Regions from separate parts of the Sus scrofa genome. Here regions 2 and 3 are each linked to region 1. The links are chromatin contacts, called in public HiChIP or PLAC-seq maps. All regions are on one chromosome and are shown on one strand. Each heading gives the region's core, a stretch centred on a gene start, on an enhancer-like site or on the middle of the called end of the contact. The rest is flanking DNA. Distances are from core to core; before and after follow the strand shown.

Region 1 (3,027 bases), core at 82-2,581:
ATGGACTAGCACAGCAAGCCTCTCTTCTTCCTAGTTGCTGAAAGCAGTTAATCAAGAGCCCTTCCTGGCTGTTTTGTTTGTTTGTTTAGGCAGATAGAAAAGTCGTCTTACAGTTTCACATTCCAGGGTCATTTCTTTACCTTGAATTTGCCCCAGTGGGTGTTATGAAAATGAATTGCTAGATCATAATGTGTATATCCTTTAAGTGTGTGTGTGTGTGTGTGTGTGTGTGTGTGTGTGTGTGTGCGCGCGCGCTCCTGTGTCAGGGAGAGGCAGAGAGCAGAGTTGAGAACAATATTGTCATCTTTCTCTGTCTATCAATATCTATATATCTTCTAGTCTCTGTGGGAGGTGCTGGGGGACACATATGTGGATTGACTCATGGACCTAGACTCAGGGAGCTCCCATCTAGTGAGGGACATAGGTCAACTTCGAGCACTATAATACATACCATAGACTATTGGAATTCAAGGAAAGGAGAGGCTAGTTCCAATAGATGGCTAAAAAAGAAAAAAGAATTTCATTTGTCAAGAATTCCCATGCCAGCTTTAGATTGAAAGCTCTCCAGAGATAGAGGCTGACTATTTTTTCCCTTTCAATCCGTCAGAGCTCCCGAGAGGGCCCTGAGCCCTGTGGCTCCTTAAAGGATTCAGCTGACTCACTGATAAGTCCTGTAGACCTTTGCTTCCTGGTGCCACCTGCATGCTTGTCACTGAAGTCTCTTCCTTCACAGCTCTGTTTCTAGGGCTGGTGCATGTTAGGAGGTCTGGAGAAATTCTTGCCTTTATTAAAAAAAAAAAATACCATTGCAAAGAAATCTTGGTGAAAATAGCAAACATCTTGCCTGCCTTTTTCATTCTGCTCCTCAGCCTCCTTTAGCTTCACATGCTCTTACACACCATCACCTGAGGTCCTTCAGTCTCAGAACCATTACTTCCTGGGCAAGTCTGCTCCTGGGAGAGTTGGGGTTTGGCCTGTGGCCTGGGCTCCTGGGGTTCCCTTTTCCCTAAGACTATCTGGAAAGGAGGGCTATCTACTCAGTTGGGGTAGAGAGAGTGCTTTGAAAAAAAATGGGAGCTTGGAAGTGAATCACTGAGGAGCCCCTGGCTAGTAGGAGATGCCTCTTCCAGCCATTAAGATGCAAAGATGTGAAGTCACCTGGGCCACCCTACTGTGCTGGTTGTTATTGGTTCCTTTTGTTAAAAAAAATAGCAAAGGAAAGTGGCTGTTTGCTGAAGAAGCTTTCGTTCGGTGGGAGTAAGTGCTTCTACCTTGGACAGGAAAGGCATCAGCGAGGGCAGGAGGCCTTGGGCAGTCTTCCCATGGAGCCATCTGGTGGCTCTTCGCTGTAAGTGCTGCTCCTGGGGCTGCCTCTCTGTGGGCTGAGCTCACTTGCTCCATGTTTCTCTTCTTGGAGAAATGGCCTCTCCGGCTCAGGAGACTCCTTCTCAGGACAGTGTGCCAGATGGCTGCCCACTTTGATTTTCTTCACTTTAGCTTCCCAAAGTCCCGTGGGACCTGCCCACCCCTCTTCCCCCATCTCCAGTCAGGATCCTCCAGCTCCAGGCCAGCGGGGCCCCTCTGCTCTCCCCAGACCCTTTGCACTTCTTTCTCTTGGCTCAGAATGCCTTTCTCCAGCATCTTCTCAGGGCTGGCTCCTTCTCATCGCCCATATTTTAGCTCAAATGAATTTTCCTCAGAAAGGCCTGGTTTGACCCTTCTCTCTAAAGCATCCCTACACCAAGTCATTCTTCATCACTGTTCTTTGCATTATTTTACTCACAGGCTATTTAAGTGTCTAAAACAAGCTTATTCATCATGATGAGTGATGAGTGATCTCATTCATCATTTCCCTTGTTTATTGCCTGATTTAAGTCTCTATGAGCATGGCCTTGTCTGTTTGTTTCATCTCAGGATGCCTGAAAAGTGCCTGATTTGGTGTTCAGTAAATATATGAGGGAGAAACAACTGAAACTTTAGTCACAAAACATGGAAAGGTAGAAGTCAAATTGCCCAGGGGGATCTGTCTGAGGCTGTGCTGGACTCCTTCTCCTTCCCTGTTACCTTCCAGATAACAACCTATCCTACTGGAGGGTCTATATTTCCATGGCTAGCATCCATCTTTCTATGGGATGATATTTTAGGTGCCAGGAATTTGGTTTTTCTCACCATCCAACCCTGTTCTCTCCCTTTCGTAGTGAAGTTTTTTCCTAATGTATATTCACATATCCTTTAATAGCTTTCACAGGGGCTCCAGTTATAAAGAAAAACTGTCTTCCATCTTGAGGTACCATGGTTTTGAGATGTTTCCAAATATTCAATGTAAAAGCATTGAACCATCAAGAGGAATTCATACCTCATCTGATCAAACTCTCCCGGTCAGTTGTCCTCACCGGAGAGAGCACTTGGCCTGAACACACACACACACATACCCCACCTCACCCCACCCCCACCCCAAGCCAGCAGCTTCCTCTTCTGATGATGACTTTTCATGTCCCAGCCAGCAGCCAACACTCCACTTGTTCAGCTTCTTTTAAGGAAGAGCCCTGAGGTTGTGGGAGGCACCAGGTCACTATTAGCCAGGCTCCCCCTGTATCCGAGCCTAGACTTGGTCAAACATTCCCTCTCAGTCTTTTCATTTTTTTTTTTATTCCAGTCCTGTGCACGCACATGACCCCGCCCTCCTGCCCCCCCATCCCATCCCTATCACCTGTATGGAGTCTTCCTTTCCATTGATATCTAGAAAAGATGAGCTTGAATCAGCAGTCCAGTGCCCTGTGAATGTCCAGTGATTTCTCCAAATTCTTTGGGGGTTACCCCTGGCTTCTGGCTTTTTCTTTCTTACTTTGTGGCTCTGCTCTTTAAGTTATTCTATTCCACCTTGGCCTCAGGCCTGAAATTGAGCCTCATCCCCGAATTCTACCAACACAAACAAATAAACACACAAACCCCCCTACTCACATGTGGAAGACTGTAGAAGAGATTTTACAGCAGATCAGAGAGAAAGAGGGAAGGGCTTTTATTGCA
Region 2 (2,879 bases), core at 307-2,806, 180 kb before region 1:
TGGGTTCCAGTGGATTTTTGCACAGGTGTATATCTCTTAGGCCATTCAATGGCTGGTAGCCACTAGCCACATGTAGCTATTTTGATTAAATTTACGTTGAGTGAAATGAAGTAAATTTACTCGTTCATTTTCATTTGTGCGAGTCACATTTCAGGTGCTCAGCAGCTACCTGTGGTTGGTGGCTATTGTATTGGACAGCATGGATTTAGAACATTTTCATTATTGTGGAAAGTTCTGTTGAACAATATAGTTCTAGACAGGTCCATTTTGCTTTTCACTATAAAAAGTTCTAATGCCTGATGATGACGTATTCCTTCTATTGTTATCTCTACTACTGAAATAAATTTGAGATTTTTTGAGATAGGTTGCATTGTACAAATTAATAGTTATAATATACTCTTAAAAATCAACTTTATTAGGAGTTCCTGTTGTGGCTCAGTGGTTATCAAATCCCATTAGGAACTACGAAGTTGTGGATTCGATCCCCGGCCTTGCTTGGTGGGTTAAGGATCCGGCGTTGCTGTGAGCTGTGGTGTAGGCTGGTGGCTACAGCTCTGATTAAACCCCTAGCCTGGGAACCTCCATATGCTGTGGGAGCAGCCCTAGAAAAAGGCAAAAAGACCAAAAAAAAAAAATTATTAAGGTATAATTTATATGCAACATGTACCTATTTTAAGTGTTCAGTGAGTTTTGACATACATACATCATGTAAACATTCTCACAATCAAGATTCAGAACATTTATATTACCATAAAAAGTTTCTTAATGCCCTTTGCAATTAGTCCCTGATCCTGGTTCCAGGCAATCTCTAAATTTATTAGTTTTCTTTCACTGTATGTAAGTTTTACCTGTACTAGAATTTTATATAAATGCAATCATGTCATATGTACTCTTTCATGTCTGGCTTCTTTGTTTTAGCATAATATTTTTGAAATTCATTCCTGCTGCTTTTATCAGTAATTTTGTCCTTTTTATTGCTGAATAGTATTCCATTTTATGGATATGATATAATTCATTTATACATTGACCTATGATGGACATTTGGGTTGTTTTCAGTTTGTGTCTATTATGAATAGAGCTATTTTGAGTGTTCATGTATAAGACTTTAATGGACATATGTTTTCATGTCTGTTGGCTAAATACGTTTGAGTAGAATTGCCAGATGATGTCATATAGATCAATGGAACAAAATAGAGATTCCAGAATAACTCAATATTTATTGACAGAGCTACCAAGATAATTCACTGGGGAAAGGATACTCTTATTAACAAAATGATGCTGGAACAACTAGAAGTCAGTATGAAAAATAAAATGAACCTTTTTCATAACACAGGCATATCTCGTTTTATTGTGCCTCACTTTATTGCACTTCACAGATACTACATTTTTTACAAATTGAAGGTTTATGGCAGCCCTGCATTTTTTTTTAGCAATAAGATATTTTTAAAATAAGGGATGTATGTTGTTTTTTTAGACATACTGTTGCACACTTGGTTATAGTTATAGTATAGTAACATTTAGATGCATTGAGAAATCAGAAATTTCATGTGACTTGCTTTATTGCTGCATCCACTTTATTGCAGTAGTCTGGAGCCAAAGCCACAATATCTCTGAGTTATGCTTATACACAAAAATTAACTTAAAATGGATTATAGATAGAAACATAAAAATAAAATGTAAAACTATAAATAAAGCTTCTAGATAAAAATACAGAAGAAAAAAATCTTTGTGACCTTTGTTTTAGTTAAAAAAATTCTTAGAAAATACATACAAAATTAATTGTACAAGAAAAAATTGACAAAGTGAACTTTATCAAAACTAAAAACTTCTGTTCTCGGAGTTCCCATTGTGGCACAGCGGAAACGAATCTGACTAGTAACCATGAGGTTGCGGGTTCAATCCCTGGCCTTGCTCAATGGGTTAAGGATCTGGCGTTGCCGTGAGCTGTAGTGTAGCTTGCAGACGTAGCTCAGATCCCGCATTGATGTGCCTGTGGTGCAGGCCGGCAGCCACAGCTCTGATTAGACCCCTAACCTGGGAACCTCTATATGCCACGGGTACGGCCCTAAAAAGCAAAAAAAAAAAAAAAAATTCGAAGAACAAAAAAAAACTTCTGTTCTTTGAAAGACACTATTAGTAAAATGAAAATGCAGCCACCATCTTGGAAAAATATTTGCAAAGCATATATCTAATAAAGGACTTGAATTCAACACAGTATAAAGATGCTCTTACAAATTCATGAGAACAATCCTGTAAAAGGCAAAAAGATCTGAACAGAAGCTTTACAAAAAAAGATATATAAATGATCAATAAGCATATGAAAAATTCAAAATCAGTCATCAGGAAAATGAAAATGCAGTGAGATGCTATTTCATATTTACTTGGACGGCTAAAACTTAAAGGGCTAATGGGTTGGCAAGGCTGTATCAGTTGGAACTCTCATCTGTTTTGGTAAAAGTACAAAATGATACAACTTTAGAGAAATGTTTGACACATTATTTTTAATAGCCTTCTGAATTTTTTTTCAGTAGGTTATGGGTCAGTTCCTACACTGCTCAATTTTTTGTTCCTCCTAGTTTCATACCTCTTTAGATAAATTTTCTTTAGTTCTAGGAATTACTATCTTTGAGCAGAATTTAATATGAAGATCTTATTTTTGCTTTTCTTTTTAACTTGAGGTAATGAAGGAAAAAGTAGTGCTGTGCAGGCAAGATTTAAAATAACATTTTCAACAGGACACTTTTCTTGTATTGGATATATTACTGATTTTAATTCTGACAACCTGAATTTTCTCCCAGAGAGTGGGAAAATAGTTTAGCACTAGACTATTTGGAGCTTGCCTCTGTTAATGGGATTAAGGCAGAGATGATTTATGTGTT
Region 3 (2,700 bases), core at 156-2,655, 200 kb before region 1:
AACAAAATATGTTAGGGAGCTATTTTTGGTTGTTACCCTCTATTTGAAAATTCAAGGTAAATTTATAGCATAAACTGCATTAATTAAAAATTCTGAAATACAGTAGACTCATGAGATCACAACTCACAAGGTGTTTTCTAAAAGATAATTTGTTAATTATAGGCAATTAGGAAAATATTTTTAGTGTTTTAAGTTATGATTGGCTGCGTAGAATATCCAATAAAATTATTTAGCTCTTATGAAGCCACATTATTTTATAATAGGTCAGTTATACTGTGGGTTAAATCAACTTCTGTAGACAGACTTTAAAACATAACTAATGTTTATTAGTTTTTTCCTTTGGAACAGTATTCAGTGTTGTGAGAAGGGATTGTTGTAGCACTTGAATCAAACATGATATATATAACTATCAGAACTCATAAACCAATAACTTAAGATCTGTGTATTTAATTGTAGGTAAATTATACTTCAGTTTAAACAAAACAAATTTAGCACATTTGCTTGAAGGTAGGGGAGTGGGGAAAGACTGTCTATTGTGTCTCATCTCCTATAGCTATGATGGCATTCCAACTTGGGCAAAATAGAAAGTACCATATATGCATTTCTCACCTCTCTGTTGCATGTGTAGTAGCCAATGATGTGGGGAAAAAAGGCTTTTTTTCTTTCTGGAGTTACGTTTTACATATGTTCTTAAATAAAAAGGCAAATTGATATAGTACAGTTTTTAAAGAGTTTAAAATTTCAGTTAAGCTTAGATGCTCTTTAGAAGGGTTAGATTATTCAGTAAGTCAGTGTCATTGAAGAACAACCAAATAGTTCTGGTGGGCTCTTCTAATCCAGAGTTGTACCATTTGTTCAACTGAGAGACAAACATCACTGTTTTAGGCATTGTTCATATATTACATCATTTAATCCTTATGACAGTGCTATTATATGATAGTGTTTTAATAGTATTATGATAGTATTTTATTATTCAGAGCAAAATATCTAAAATTTTTTTGTAAGAAACGTTTTAGCATAGGGAAGCAAAAAGCCATATATTAAAAAGATTTTGTTTATTGATATAATTCTTGGCATAAGAAATATTTGCCTCAAGTTTGAGCACTCAATAGCTGCTGACGTTAGTTTTGGAAATACCAGTAGATTTTTATATTGTGTTTCAGAAGTTTTTTAATTTTAACGTTATTTCAAATTACTTTCATTTGAAACTGCTTCCTTTGAAAATTTTATATTTTATTGATTTGAAACATGGAAAAACTTAATCTTTTGTGAGACTGAATGGTGTAAAAAGCTTGGGCTTTGGAGTTAGGTACATGAGTTTGAATCATAACAAACTACTTAACTGGCTTTAGGACCTTTGGCAAATTACCCAATCTTTTTGACCCTCAATTTCATCATCTATGAAGTGGTAATGTTACTTCATAGGATTGTTAAGATTAAATGAGAATGCATTTGGCATACTGTCTGGGACATGTTCTTTCTGTTTTTCAATCTTATGAGGGATGCCAAAGTCTTGGGAAAAACTGTATGAATAAGAAAGATGAGAGTCTGAGCAACCTGAAACCTTAAGAAGACTGAAGTCCTAGCTTTTCTTTATAGGAAGGACTGGATTGTTACTCTATAAGAGATTGCAGGGCCATAGGAACTCCCATGTTGACCAAGCTCCCTGCCACAGCATCATTAAAACTAGAGCTACTCTATCAGTCCCTCCACCTTCTCCATAAAGTTTCGTGTGTGAGCTGTGCTGGACTACTCGCTTTTTCTGAATATTTTATGTGTTCCTTTATTTCTTCTCTAACCCTCTGTTTGGAATGTTGTAATTGCCCTTGTTTCTTCTTCTGTTTACTAATGTCTGACTTATTTTTTAAGGATTATCTAATGTATTACCTATTTTATAAAGCTTTATCTCTTCTTGTACAGAATTAATCCCTTTTTCTAGCTTTTAAAGTATCTTGATCTTATGTATAATGGGGCCTTTGGCACAGTTGTAGATCTGTATGTCTGTCTTCCCTAATAGAATAGGAACCTCTCAAGTGCAGTAGTCTTTGTTTACTTAGCCTTATGTTCTCAGTGCCCCTTGCACAATGTTCATTATGTGTTTGGGTAATGAAGTGAATAAAGCGGGGGGGGGTGTATCTGAATTCACTTTAATGAGTACGTAACACCCTCATTTATGTATAGTTACTGACAAATAGTTTTCTTAAATTAACCAAGCCCTTTGCAACCTTACTTAATTAGTATTCATAATACAAGAGTAAATTTGAGTATAGTTCTGTTAAAATGACTGCATTTCAAGGGGCTTTGTATTTTTTTTTAATTGAAGAGTATTTATTTACAGTATTTCAGGTGCATAACAAAGTGATTTGGATTTTTTCCATTAGAGGTCATCCAAGGTATTGAATGTGATTCTCTGTGCTATACAGTAGGTCTTTGTGGTTTATCTATTTTATATATAGTAGTATGTATCTGTCAATCCCAAATTCCTAATTTATTCCTTCCCCCATTTCTTTTTTTTTTTTCCCCACTGTACAGCAAGGGGATCAAGTTATCCTTACATGTATACGTTACAATTACATTTTTTTTCCCCACCCTTTGTTCTGTTGCAACATGAGTATCTAGACAAAGTTCTCAATGCTATTCAGCAGGATCTCCTTGTAAATCTATTCTAAGTTGTGTCTGATAAGCCCAAGCTCCCCATCC

The links. HiChIP or PLAC-seq counts read pairs in DNA pulled down with a chosen protein or histone mark.
Region 2: an H3K27ac HiChIP or PLAC-seq map of alveolar macrophages shows a contact between it and region 1. The contact joins two enhancer-like sites. A contact is called at or near these places in 1 of 47 Hi-C or Micro-C datasets (embryonic fibroblasts) and 1 of 2 datasets of contacts at active chromatin or transcription factors (alveolar macrophages).
Region 3: an H3K27ac HiChIP or PLAC-seq map of alveolar macrophages shows a contact between it and region 1. The contact joins two enhancer-like sites. A contact is called at or near these places in 7 of 47 Hi-C or Micro-C datasets (adipocytes, blood, embryonic fibroblasts and 4 more) and 1 of 2 datasets of contacts at active chromatin or transcription factors (alveolar macrophages).

Annotation. Positions count from the first base shown.
Region 1 is chr14:100,149,075-100,152,101 of Sscrofa11.1, forward strand. No RefSeq gene overlaps it. Among named protein-coding and RNA genes, the nearest start is that of PTEN, 220 kb to the left of the region's middle. Within about 2 kb of position 1,332, at least 7 of the 83 cell types and tissues checked have an H3K27ac peak or open chromatin away from gene starts, as enhancers often do. A contact at or near this core is called in alveolar macrophages, where this site is marked.
Region 2 is chr14:99,968,970-99,971,848 of Sscrofa11.1, forward strand. The region is part of intron 2 of PTEN (phosphatase and tensin homolog); the gene reads left to right. Among named protein-coding and RNA genes, the nearest start is that of PTEN, 40 kb to the left of the region's middle. Within about 2 kb of position 1,557, at least 2 of the 83 cell types and tissues checked have an H3K27ac peak or open chromatin away from gene starts, as enhancers often do. A contact at or near this core is called in alveolar macrophages, where this site is marked.
Region 3 is chr14:99,948,271-99,950,970 of Sscrofa11.1, forward strand. All of the region lies in intron 1 of PTEN (phosphatase and tensin homolog), which reads left to right. Among named protein-coding and RNA genes, the nearest start is that of PTEN, 20 kb to the left of the region's middle. Within about 2 kb of position 1,406, at least 2 of the 83 cell types and tissues checked have an H3K27ac peak or open chromatin away from gene starts, as enhancers often do. A contact at or near this core is called in alveolar macrophages, where this site is marked.